Regions from separate parts of the Mus musculus genome. Here all the other regions are linked to region 3. The links are chromatin contacts, called in public HiChIP or PLAC-seq maps. All regions are on one chromosome and are shown on one strand. The core of a region is the stretch at or near the end of the contact, and the rest is flanking DNA. Distances in the headings are between cores, read along the strand shown.

Region 1 (4,428 bases), core at 873-3,372, 190 kb after region 3:
ATTGTCCTTAATCATGGGATCAGCCATGAGCAGGATCCACTCTTCATTGTAATATGGAAGAAGGATTTCATGGATATCTAACATGGGTATTTATAAGTTTGCTAAAAGTGATTCTTAAGTCATTTCTTGGTTCTTCTGAAGTGTGGTAGATTATTTATAGGAAATAGAAGTAGGATGGGGACAGGTAGACAACAGACAGGCAGATTATAAGGGTTGGGGAGAGTGGTAAGGGTCTGAAATAGCCTTAGAGACAGATAGAAGATGGCAAACTAGGTAAGGAAATAGGAATCCTTTTAGGTAGCCTTGAGGCCGGAGACTGTGAACATACAACAGTGTGCGCATCTCTCCAGTTACGCGAGTCTTCTCTGTAGCCCCCAGCAACCCTGCCAGGAAAAGCCTGGTGGCTTGACTCATCCAAGTTAGGAAATTTGCTAGGTGGTTTGTGCAGAAGGAAATTGGGGCATGGAAATTAAAGTTTTCAAGAGAGTGTATGACAGACTACAGAAGATTTGAAGGGAAGCAAAGACAGGAGGGGCTGACAGTTAAATGGAGAGACTTGTCGTTTAGAGATTGCTGTGATCGACACAGATATCGAGGGAACAGGGTGACGATGGGAAGGGCAGGAGGCCATATGCAGAAAGTAGGATGCTTGAATTTAGGTTGTGAGGTTGTAGTTCTGAGAGTAACAGTGTCGGAAGAATGGCTGTGGAAGACATGGCTGAAGTAGAGTGGAGGGGTTTATTGGTGACGAGGAGGTGAAAGAGCTCAGGAAGCCGTGAAGGACTGTTAGTGAGTTGTCCTTGTGGGAGCCGAAATGGTCTTTAACATGGTGGCGTCAACAGCAACAGCCAAGGGTAACTGAACAAGTCTATACAGTACTGCCAGTATCCCTGTTAGAGAAGAAACAAAGGGGGAAGACTAGACACCCAGCTAGTCTAGGACCAGTGTGTATTCCATCTGTAGTCTCTTCTTGAAACCCTCTTACTCCTTAGGTGGGACTTGGGATGAGAAGGGAGTTTGAGAGCCAGCCATTGTAGAGAGGAGGAGTGCTGAGTGCACCGGGATAGGATGGAAATGAGTCCAGCACGTTGGTGGGGACGTGTGCTTACAGGAATGTGTCAGCTGGAGGCTTCTTCTCCTTGTTTACCTGTGGCAGAGGCACACAGTTTGCTGGTACTGCACAGGATTCCAGAGCTCTGGAGGAGGACTGCTGCACATGAACTTGGGAGTAGGAATAGGGCTTTGCTGCAGGTACTGCAAGCAGTCTTCCCAGCCATGAAGCTGTTAGACCCTCCCTCCACGCTGTTCTTAGGGGCTTAATGCTCACCCCTCAGGCCATGGGAAGCTCTGCGAGTTGGTAAGTTGTGCATTTCAAGTATTTAACCAGCAGGCGTTTCTTTGAGGAGACAATTTCAGAGTTCAAACTCCTGTGTAATCAACAGGGAAAGGTAGAAGACTATATCTGCACTAAGTAGTTCTCATCCTCGTCAGTGAGGACTGGCCAGCGCCACTGTTTCTCGTTTATTCTGTTTTCTCGGGTAGGCCAAGTAACTCTGCATCCGAAGTTGGGCAGAGCTGTAGCCTGCATTACTCTGCTCTTTCCTGAAATGTCTGCAGCACTGTACAGTCCCTGTCTTGTCACAGTGAATTGTTCTTTCTTTTGGATACACAGATCATGATCCCCAGAGCAGTTTGCATTTGAAGTGGGGAGTGTCTTTATTCCCTTCCCACTACTTAAAAGAGGGAAAAGTTAGTCTTGTTTGGCTTGAGCACTGTACTTTTTGTGTCAAGAGCCTTTGAATTGCTGCTGAAGGGACAAGGAGGCTGGTTAATTGGGTCCTGGAACAGGCACTGGGCATGTGGTTTAGCCCCAGGCAATGAGCTGCTGCCAGTCTGCTTTGTGCAGGAGGCCAGGAAGGAAGGCCCACATGGATGACAGTGGCTCAGGTGCTGTCTCCACCAGGAGCATCCCCATTCCAGCCACTGACCGCAGCTTCCACCGCCTTTCCTCTGCACAGCTGACTGCAGCTTGCTTTCCCGAGAACTCCTGTGCTGACTCTGTAGAGCCTGAGCTCACCTCTTATCAGAAGATAAGGCATGGGGTGTGGGCAGCGGGGAGGAGCTTACATAACAGCCAAGGACGCGCTCAGCTCCAGCAATTGAGGTGTTCTTTGTTGTTAGCCATGCCCCGCCCCAGCTCACCAGGCTTCTCTGCCTGCTTGCTTTTGGTTTGTATTTTTAAATTTCCTCTAAACCCTTCCGGCATGTGAAACTATTGCCAAGAGTTCATTTGTTCTTCTGGTTATTACTCTGACAAATTTGGAATCCCTTGGGGCCTAGCTTTTTTTTCAAATTCTAATTCTTAGTTACCTAACAGACAAGCTAACAGTCTTTGCCATTTTTTTTCTTTTATAGCCCTAGGTCTGCTTCCAGGCATCTGCCTTGGATAGTTTGTGTGGGTCTCTCGCTCCTTCTGACTTTGACTCTCCTTGTACTTAGCATATATACCACTAAGCATCTCCTGTCTCCATTGTAATCTTACACAAATGGCTTATTACATCATGAGAAAAATTGGGCAGCCTGTTCTCTTGTTTTGTGGCATGACAGAAGTCCCTGAAGCCCAGCTTCCTTTCTCAAAGCCTTAATTTCTGAGCTATAACACCTTCCATTTCCCTTTATCTCACAACTGCCCAGTTGCCCATGTATTGTCGTAAGTACATCTTTAATAGTCTGCTTTACCGTATGCAGCCAGTGAGACCGTGGTAGCCTCTTTGTCTTGGTTCGTTTGGACTGCCATAACAATACACCATGAGCAAGGAGACGTAGGAACAACAGAATCCTCCTCCTCACAGTTGCAGAGGTGGGGAAGTTCAAGACGAAGGCTTCTGCAGAGATGCAGGGAGGAGCTGCACCTGCTCCCCTCACATGGTGGGAAAGATAAACAGACTCCGCCAGCCTGTTTTAGAGGGGTAGCCCTCACCCCCAACGGCCTCATGTCCTCAGTACCATCCTGGAGGGTTAGAATTTCAGTATACAGTTGGGAGTGCACAGCATCCATACAGTTGGGAGTGCACAGCACCTATACAGTTGGGTGTGCACAGCATCCATACAGTTGGGAGTGCACAGCATCCATACAGTTGGGAGTGCACAGCATCCATACAGTTGGGTGTGCACAGCATCCATACAGTTGGGTGTGCACAGAATCCATACAGTTGGGAGTGTGCACAGCATCCATACAGTTGGGTGTGCACAGCATCCATACAGTTGGGTGTGCACAGCATCCATACAGTTGGGAGTGTGCACAGCATCCATACAGTTGGGTGTGCACAGAATCCATACAGTTGGGAGTGTGCACAGCATCCATACAGTTGGGTGTGCACAGCATCCATACAGTTGGGAGTGCACAGCATCCATACAGTTGGGAGTACACAGCATCCATACAGTTGGGAGTGCACAGCATCCATACAGTTGGGAGTGCACAGCATCCATACAGTTGGGAGTGCACAGCATCCATACAGTTGGGAGTGTGCACAGCATCCATTCCCTAGAGTTTCTGAATGAACTTTGTTCAGATTGGGGTCCTTCTAAAATAACTTCCGCCACCCTGCCCCAATTTCAGTATTGTTTCATAGTTTTTTGAAGTAAAATACTTTGTTTCAAGTTTCCTTCTCTCATTTCCTTATAAATAAGGACACAAATAAATGATAAGCTGTTTCTTTTTAAAACTAAAATTCTAACTTTAAAAAGCTTCCAGTTTTCTACTTCTGGGAAGCTAATCTTGTGCGGTGATTCCTGAAGCATAATGATAGGATACTGTTTGTGTTGTACTAACTCATTCTCTCTGCATAGCGTCTGCCTGTGTAACCCTGCCCTGGAATTCACTCCGAGCTAGGCTGGCTTGGATTTACATTCGCCCTCTTGCCTCTGCCTTCCAAGTGTTGGTATTATAGGTAGAAGCCACCTTGCCCCGTAACATTGCCATGCCTGTATCTTTCCTTCTCAGTATTAGCCATCCTTCAAGCTTAGTAGCTCCTAGCTCCAAGTCTTCCCTGGAGCTTGCTATGTAAACTCACCACAACCCACCTGCCTCTGCCTCCACCTGAGGACTGGGCAGAGAGGCATGCCCAAATATACTTCGTTCTTGCTGTCCCTCCTGGCTTCCTGATACATCTAACCCCACTGTTTCCTTCTTTCCTCTCCCCTCTGTCTTCCCTTCCTGCTTTTCTTGTTTTCTTTCTTAAATCATGTTCCATGCTGGCCTTGACTAATGTAGCTGAGGATGACCTTGAATTTGTAGTGCTCTTGCATCTATTTTATGGTTCTGAGATCACAGGCATGCATCCCTGCAGCCGTTTATGTGGTGCTGGGATTACCCAGGGCCTCCTGCTAGGCAGGCACTCGAGAAACTGAGTTCTGTCACCAGCGTCT
Region 2 (4,041 bases), core at 960-3,459, 170 kb after region 3:
TTCTGATTCGGGTTTTACAGTTTTAAGGGAACTGTTCTCTACCTGTTAAAAATGCCCACTAGCCCACAACTCACTGTTTATTGACCGAAAGCAACCCGAGTCAGCTGGAGGCTATGGAAATGGGCCTGCCAGCGTGAATGAGTCTTAATCAGAATAAATGAAGCTGCCTTGTACATAGGCACTCAAGAGCCATATTCCATTTCATAAAATCAAGTAATTTGTATCCTGTAGGGTCAGTCTTCGGCATCTGGTCTGTAACTTGCAACTCCGAGTCTGCACTACAGCAGCCCAGCTTGCCTCTCCCTGTGTGCTCCCCTCTACCAGCTCCTGACTGCTTGGCTTTCAGAGTTGCCCTCTGCAGTGCTCGCTCCCCAGGGTGCGCTCAGAAGCTGCACACTGACATTTCTCACAAGGTGCTTTCCAAATAACATGGTGGATTTTACTGCTGTTCCTTCTGTGAAGGTTAAAGGGTGGAAGCTCAGCCTCTCGGCTCAGGAAGGCAGACCTAGAACAGGATTATCTACCCAGGATGGACAAGACAGAAGCAAAACTTTTCTTGTCTGTGCCTAGAGCTTTTCTCTGACAAGTGTTCTCTCCATTCCTTTCCCTTCCCGAGCTGCTTTGATTGAGCTGTTTTGCCTCCACCCTTCCGTACTTCTGTGGGAAGTACTTGCAGCATGGCTGCCTCCATCAGTGGGGAAGAAACGGTAGAGGGTGGAAGCCCCTGTATTCCGCAGGCTCCTAGAGGTTGTCATGTGTCAGAGACAGACACACATGACATGTTTTGATGCCCTGCCTAGAATCAATCTTGGAATTACTTTCTTTTGACTAAACCCAGAAACAATGTCATTTCATAGAGACAGCAATCTCTTTGTGTTTGGAGAGAGTCCAGAATAGGTAATTAGTGGTCAGGAGCCTTGACCAACTCATCCAGATTTTAAATTTGTCAGTAGACTGCATAAATTATGAAATGTGAAAATGTGAAAGTATAGGGTAAAGAACAATGTATCAAAATATATGTCATGAAAGTAAAGCCAGTTGAAGCTGCATGTCTGTACTGGGTAAGAGGACAAAAATGTCTGCACGCCATAGCGCTGCACTTTTCTAGTATTAGTAACCCTTGGCGCTTTAGGGGTGTTTGTCATAGTTGGAGGCTTCAATTATGCTAATTTTTTCAAGTACTGGGAATTGAATTCACAGTCTTTAGCATATTAGGCAAGTACTCTATTACAGAAATACAGTCCTGTGTCCCTACCAGCTGCATTTTTAATAAGTTCCCTAAGATATTTATTGTTTTGTTTTAAGGTTTGTTTATTATAAATAAGTATACTATTACTGTCTTCAGACACACCAGAAGAGGGCGTCAGATCTCAATACGGGTGGTTGTGAGCCACTATGTGGTTGCTGGGAATTGAACTCAGGACCTTTGGAAGAGCAGTCAGTGCTCCTACCCGCTGAGCCATCTCGCCAGCCCATATTTATTGTTTTTAATTTTATTTTTTGTGTGGGATGTGTATATATGTGCACATGGGTATATATGCATGTGTGCTTATGCAGGTAAAGGCCAGAAGTTGATGCTGAGTGTCTTTTTAACCCTCTCTACATATTTATTTATACATTTTTAGATAAGGTCATCACTATATAGCCTGGAAATCACTATGTGGACCAGGAGTACAAACTCACAGAGATCTGCTCCCTCTGCCTCCTGAGTGCGACCACGCCTGGCCTTACCTATGTTTTGTGAGAATGAAACTTTCACTAAACCAGAACATGAGTTAGTTAGACCAGGCGGGCTGGCCAGAGAGCTTCAGGGATGCTCATGACTCTCTACCAGCCCCCCCTTCAGACCTGGGGTTCCAGGCCCAGCTACTGCCCCTGGCTTTTCTCATGGGGCTCTGAACTCAGGTCTTCAGGCTTGTGCAGTAGGCATCTTACCAAGTGAGCTACCCTTCCAGCCTTCTTTAAGATATGCCATCCAGATAGTGACAACCAATAGCTAGGCGTTATTACATACTGTAAATACTTTTCAGGTCAATAGATACTATACCAGGCTAAAATCAACCTAGTTCCTACCATTAGAGTTCACAGTATGGAGCAGGGAAGAGGGAGAAAGGATGGACACATGACACAGTCTAAGATGTGCCATGGGAGCACAAAGAATAGGGCAGAGAGGAGCCCAGCCCTCTCCATCGCAGGCGGCTGGTGAGACTCGGGCTATTTTGATTCCTTTGAACCCCCCTCTCCTGGATTCCTCTGAAGTGGTTTCAGTCTGCCCGGCTCAGATTTTCACTTCTTTATGTCAGAGGAAGCTATGGAGGGAGAATACTGCAGCTCTGTAGCGTCTAGAGAGTCAGAGCCCTGAGAACATTATTTTTGTACAGATACAGATTGGCTTTGATTTAATTTAAATAAACTGGCTCTCAGCAGTTCTAAGAATACTAACTACTCACACGGCTCCGCTTTCATTTACACACAGATGAGGAAGCATCTGCAGCCCTCCGTTTTATTTGCTATAAGCAAAAAAGTGCTTTGAGATATTTAAGTTTTGGAAGCTCAGTTGTGTCGAGTCCTCATATGTCCCAGTTCAGCCTGCTGCAGATGTTTTTTTTTTTTTTAATTATTTTTTTATGACACTTACATAATGCTACAGAAGGGAGGCTTTCAATGGATAAAGTGACAAACTTTTCCTCTATTTGCCATATCTGCTGAAATAACGTTTTACAGCTAGCTGTATTTTTCTTTGTTTCCTTTCATGCTCATTGCTAATTTATTTAATCTGTACGACTTTGCTGTAGCTTTCTAAATGACCTTTTCTTTAGAAACAAGAAAACAAACCAGGGGTGGGGGGAAAAGCCTTCTCCAAAACAAAACAGGGCTCTGATTCAAGGTTCTTTGTGTGGGTTTCAGAAGGAGGTTGGTGTGATTGTAGTTGAATGCAAATAATTTATCAGCTCATAATAACTGCAGTCAGAGACGGCAATCAACTGCAGCTTCCTAACAATAACAGGGACGAGGGGGCCGCGCCGCGCAGGGACTGCTAGCTCCTGGCTTCAGAGCTAGGTACTTTTTATTTTTTACATTTTCTTTCCTTCCCAGAGCCCACACTTTTATATACAAATCAAAGCTTATCTGTTATCATTTGATACCTGTGCTTTTGCAATACAAAGACAGCCTTCCATGGAGAGGTGTGGGCTCCTCTCACGCTGAGGTTTGGAGGCGTGCTCTCCTTGCTGACAGCATTCTCTAGAGTCTTTTAGTCATAAGGTGGTGGGAGAAAAAGCAAATCAGGATTCTGAGTACATCACATGCAGCAACGTAACCCCCCTAGTTACAGGGTTGTTGGTTGTTTTTCTTTTTTTTTAAAGTACACGTTTTAATCATTTGCCTTCAATCTGCCTTGAAATATTATAAAGGCCTTAATGACTGGATTGTTTCTGAGCAGGTGACTTTATGGTAAGAGAGCTATTTTCAGCCATACCAGTGATTTGATTAACACTTGGTTGTGAAAAATGCCTCTGGGCTAAACCTTGACAGATGGGCCTTTGAAACGTCATGACAACTATATCCAATTAATGCAAACTTTTCATTTATTAGTAAGGAGCAGGCAGGAGCTGGAGGCCTCAGAATTAAAACCCAGATAGAATGCTTTCCATGTTTTCTCATAGGTGGCCAGAGCTTTGAGATGTTTAAAATGTGTCTTTTTCAGCCAAGGGCAGGGGAGTGGAGCAGGTATTTGCAGCAATGGGCGGGTGTGTGTGTGTGTGTGTGTGTGTGTGTGTGTGTGTGTGTCTGTGTCTGTGTCTGTGTGTGTGTCTGTGTGCTCTCTCTGCCTGGATAGACTAAGAAGCTGCTCTCCACTGTGGACTTTGTTCAGAAGTTTCCATGGTGAAAACCTCTCTCATCTTGAAGTGAAATGGAGTGGTCTGAAATAGGCAGCTCTAGGATCTGAGACTTGGTTGGTCCTTTCATAAAGATTGCATTGTGCTTTGAAAGAACTTTCCAGCTTAGGGTCTTGACAGGAAAGCCTATTTCCTAGCTGGC
Region 3 (4,385 bases), core at 777-3,276:
AGTATGTATGCATGTATGTATGTATGCATGTATGTATGTAGTGGAAGGGTTCAGTAAATACATATGTGTATGTATGCATGTATGTATGTAGTAGAAGGGTTCAGTAAATACATATGAGTATGTATGCATGTATGTATGTATGCATGTATGTATGTAGTGGAAGGGTTCAGTAAATACATATGTGTATGTATGCATGTATGTATGCATGCATGTATGTATGTAGTGGAAGGGTTCAGTACCGTATGCAGTTGAAGACTTTGCGCATTTGCTTCTTGTTTCTGAGATCCTAGGTTCTGCTGCGTCAGGAAGTTTGGGTGTCTAGGGGAGAATGTTTCTAGCCAGGAACACAGAGATGGTTTCTTTATGTTTCAGACCCTTTCAACTTCTACATGATGGCGGATCTATCAGGATCTACAGGACCTATCGTCTTGATGGAGACTATCAAGGGCAAATGAACTGCTAGTGCCTACCGAGGGTTAGGCAAGTCCCCTTCTGGGTTGACATGAACAGATACCACTCCCACTAGAGAGGTCAGTGATGCTAGACTCAGGGAGCAGTCCCATCAAAGTCTAGCTTGGTGAACCAATGAGTTGACCGGGGTTGCTTAAGGGTTGGGGCTCACTCACAGTGCCATCGCTAGCTCAACGGCAGCTAGGTCAAAGGCACCTGAGTCCAGCTGGGTGGCCACTCAGAAAATCTGCATCCCTGGAGCTCCCAACACAACTAGCAGGCAGTGTCACTGAAGAGTCTCTGTTGTCCCAGCAACCCCTTACATCACCCACTACCTTGAAGAGGGCCTTCTAGAATCTTCCGAATCTCACGTCTGCCCCCCTCTTCAGTTTACAGCAAACAGCTACACAGTAGCAGTGAATGATCAGAATCCAGGGGTACCTCATTGTGTTAGTGTATTAATTCAAGAATCTTTTGATTATCAGTGAGATAAATTCCACTCAGGTTGGGTATGGCAAGATATGAACTTCATGGGAAGGCATCAAAACTAGAAACCCAGGAAGCAGAAGCTGGGATGTTAGTCAGCCATTTGTCTTTGAGCTCCTGTGTGTCAGTATCATTTTTTCTCCTAGTACATAGACTTGGCTTCTTCCACTTGACAGGAAATATGATTGCTGCAGCCATAGTTTGAACTGTGACTTACCTGGAATGGGGCTCCTTCTTAGTTATATACACAGAGAGAGAAATGGGGGGGGGGGAGGAGAGGGAGAAACACATATACATAAATAAAAAATAAAATCTTAAAGAAAGCTGGCTGGTGGTGATGGGACATGCCTTTAATCCCAGCACTTGGGAGGCAGAAGCAGGCAGATCTCCCTGTGCAACTGGAAACCAGCCTGGTCTACATAGTGCTTTCCAGGGTAGCCAGGGCTACATAATGAGTCTCTGTTTCAAAACAACAAACAATAAAATCCTCATAGCATTTAATCAAATAGGTACAGTACAGTGAAGGGGTCTTTTTAAAAAACAGATCTAGGGGCTGGTGAGATGGCTCAGTGGGTAAGAGCACCCGACTGCTCTTCCGAAGGTCCAAAGTTCAAATCCCAGCAACCACATGGTGGCTCACAACCACCCGTAATGAGATCTGATGTCCTCTTCTGGAGTGTCTGAAGACAGCTACAGTGTACTTACATATAATAAATAAATAATAAGTAAAAAACAGATCTAGAAGCCAGAAAGGTGCTCAAAGATCCTAAAATAGAGTAAGTGGGGATGAACTGAAAATTCTCGGCAGAAAAGGTGCCGAGCTGGAGCACAGAAAGGACCACAGCGGGTCCAGACCCGCACCACGGCCTCGCCAATTGCCGAGCCCCTGGGAAACCCAGGAAGGAGGCATTTCGTCGCCATGTCTGCAGCAAGGAGAACCAATGGATCCGTGGCGCCTCGCCAGGGTGGTTAGGAGATGACACCGGACCTACAAGGCTCTCGGGTCAAGCTGCGGGAGGAGGCAGTTCCTGCGCGGAGAACCGAACCGGCCCACGTGGGTCAGACCGCTCCGCCCAGCCGCGCAGACGCTGCTGGACTCCGCAGCCCGGGCTGGGGCTAGGGCCGCTGTGCCTGGACCAAGCAGCCGCGTCACCACGCGTGCACGCGCAGGTCCAGGAATCCCCCACCCTGCAGCGAGCAGGACCCGAGGGACCGTAGCAAGCCCCGCAGGAGCGGGCGCCTCTAGGCCGTGAGTCCGGGCCCTGATGGAGGGCTTGGGGCCCAGCCGCCGGAAAGCGGGTTAGGGAGCTGCCTCTGCAGAGATTAGGGTCGCAGAGCTCGGACCACTGCCAAGTCCGCCAATCCCCGTGCTACAGCCGCTCCCATGCCCCCATACTGTGGGTTAACTTGGGAAAATCCTGATCTTAGGATGTCTGCACTCATTTCACTGACTTTTTGAACCTGGATCCTTAGCCCCGCCCCACCCCAGCTTCCTTTGTGGCCAGATTTAGGACAAATTTTAAGAGAGGGAGAGGGAAAGAGAGTTGGAGGGGTGGGGTGGTGGTGGTGGTGGTGGTGGTGGTGGTGGTGGTGGTGGTGGTGGTGGTGGTGGTGGTGTCTTCAGGCCTTTTCTCACAAGCCAAAGGAGTGAAACATCTGTCCCAACCTCAGTCTCTCTTCATGACTTCTGCCCATTGCTGGGTGTGGGGAGGGTCGCTGCCACCCTATAGGGGAACCTTCTTAGTAGCTGCTTGATTGACTTAATAGTATGTCTCACTCACGAGGCCTCAGTTCTTCAAGTCATACAAATGTGGTCAGTAGCCGGGCATGGTGGCGCACGCCTTTGATCCCAGCACTCGGAAGGCAGAAGCAGGTGGATTTCTGAGTTTTCCAGACAGGGTTTCTCTGTGTAGCTCTTGCTATCCTGGAACTCGCTCTGTAGACCAGGGTGGTCTCAATCTCATGAGATCCGCCTGCCTCTGCCTCCCAAGCGCTGAGATTAAAGGCGTGCGCCGCCACCACTTAGCTTTTGTTCCTATTTCATAACTGTAATTTTGCTACTGTTATGAGACATCATGGAAATGTTTGTGGTTTTCTGTGGACTTATGAAATATACCTGTCTATATCTATACATCTGTATAGATGTAGACATATGTTCCTTTTACAAGTATTATTTGTTATTTAACAGGACATCTTTTTTAAAAAAAAATATTAGCATATCTGTGTGTGTGCATGTGTATGTATGCATGCATGCATGTGGGTGAACAGAGAGGCTGGGGGGTGGGGGCTGGTGTGAAGCCAGCGATGCCTACAGTTGTAAACCATCTGACTTGGGAACATGGGTCCTCTGGAAGAGCAACCAGTGCTCTTAACTGCTGAGCCATATCTCCAGCTCCTAAATTTATATTTTTAATTGAACGAGGGTCAGTGGAAAGGCTGTGGCAATCACCCAGGTCAAAATGACCAGGGCCAAAGGAGAGTTTGTCAAAATGTGGACAGTGAGGTGGGCATGGGAGGAGGGTCAGTAATCCAGGGTGCTCCTAGGCATGGCTAGATAGACTTGTCTTCAGATGGCAGAGCTGTCCTGCCCAAGGACCCTGGAAGGAGAGCTGTCAGGATGTGTAGATCTGAAGAACTGGTGGTAGGTCATAGGGTTGAGTAGGGGTTGAATCTGGGCTGGACACAGATCTGAGAGTCACCTACACAGGATGGTTCTTGAAGCTATAACAGGATGAAGTGACCTTGGGAGAAGTTTGTAGAGTGAAGAGATGGTGAGCCTTAGAGGGAAAACCCTGGGAGGGAGACAGACCAAATAATCAGAGAGAAGGGAGGGACACCATTGCAAGGTTCTTGGGCTCTAGGTTGCCATTCTATCCTGTCCTGCTCTGTCTCATTCTCCTTCTCCTTCCCAGTCCAGATGTTCGCTGCCATCCAGCCAGGACTAGCAGAGGGGGCCCAGTACCCAGGGAGCCTGCCTCCTGGAGTATGCCAACCAGACCTCCAACCAGACAATAACTCCAACTTTGTGGAGAGTGCTAAGGATGCCAATAAGAACTGGCATGGTGTGCCAGGCAAAGTGGATCCTATTCTGATAAGGAGCTCCTCTGAGTCACCCTCTGATAACCAGGTCTTCCAAGCCACCAGGCTCCCTGAGGCCGGAGTCCGCAGTCCCCCGGAGGGTGCGGAGATCCCTGGTGCTGAGCCAGAGAAGTTGAGCGGTGCCAGCAGTGTCTGCTCTCCTCTGGAGGACATTGGCTATGCCAGCAGTTCCTTGAGCATCGACAGCTTCAGCAGCAGTCCAGAACCTGTCTGCGATACCCCTCGAGGTCCGAGCCCTCTGGATCCCCTTCTGCCCTCCGTGGCCCAGGCCGTGCAGCAGCTGCAGGCTCAGGAGCGCTACAAAGAACAGGAGAAGGAGAAACACCACGCGCATTTGGTGATGTATCGGC

What was found. HiChIP or PLAC-seq counts read pairs in DNA pulled down with a chosen protein or histone mark.
Region 1: an H3K4me3 HiChIP or PLAC-seq map of forebrain shows a contact between it and region 3, with 2.6 times the contacts expected there. The contact joins the enhancer-like site here to the promoter of 5730409E04Rik in region 3. A contact is called at or near these places in 5 of 39 promoter capture datasets (embryonic stem cells, hippocampal neurons, liver and 1 more), 1 of 484 Hi-C or Micro-C datasets (bone marrow-derived macrophages), 7 of 115 datasets of contacts at active chromatin or transcription factors (bone marrow-derived macrophages, embryonic basal ganglia, embryonic forebrain and 3 more) and 4 of 9 other capture datasets (adipose tissue, embryonic stem cells, liver and 1 more).
Region 2: a contact with region 3 is called in an H3K4me3 HiChIP or PLAC-seq map of embryonic forebrain, with 4 times the contacts expected there. The contact joins the enhancer-like site here to the promoter of 5730409E04Rik in region 3. A contact is called at or near these places in 6 of 39 promoter capture datasets (embryonic stem cells, hippocampal neurons, liver and 2 more), 1 of 484 Hi-C or Micro-C datasets (bone marrow-derived macrophages), 7 of 115 datasets of contacts at active chromatin or transcription factors (bone marrow-derived macrophages, embryonic basal ganglia, embryonic forebrain and 3 more) and 3 of 9 other capture datasets (adipose tissue, liver and pancreatic islet).

What each region holds. Positions count from the first base shown.
Region 1 is chr4:126,801,604-126,806,031 of GRCm38.p6, forward strand. All of the region lies in intron 3 of AU040320 (expressed sequence AU040320), which reads left to right. Among named protein-coding and RNA genes, the nearest start is that of Gm24161, 14 kb to the right of the region's middle. Within about 2 kb of position 2,123, at least 71 of the 459 cell types and tissues checked have an H3K27ac peak or open chromatin away from gene starts, as enhancers often do. A contact at or near this core is called in forebrain, where this site is marked.
Region 2 is chr4:126,777,067-126,781,107 of GRCm38.p6, forward strand. All of the region lies in intron 2 of AU040320 (expressed sequence AU040320), which reads left to right. Among named protein-coding and RNA genes, the nearest start is that of AU040320, 25 kb to the left of the region's middle. Within about 2 kb of position 2,210, at least 49 of the 459 cell types and tissues checked have an H3K27ac peak or open chromatin away from gene starts, as enhancers often do. A contact at or near this core is called in embryonic forebrain and forebrain, where this site is marked.
Region 3 is chr4:126,607,828-126,612,212 of GRCm38.p6, forward strand. It overlaps 5730409E04Rik (RIKEN cDNA 5730409E04Rik gene), which reads left to right and starts at 2,027. Exons shown (of 2, transcript NM_001145950.1): 1 at 2,027-2,185; 2 at 3,849-4,385. The coding sequence starts at 3,854.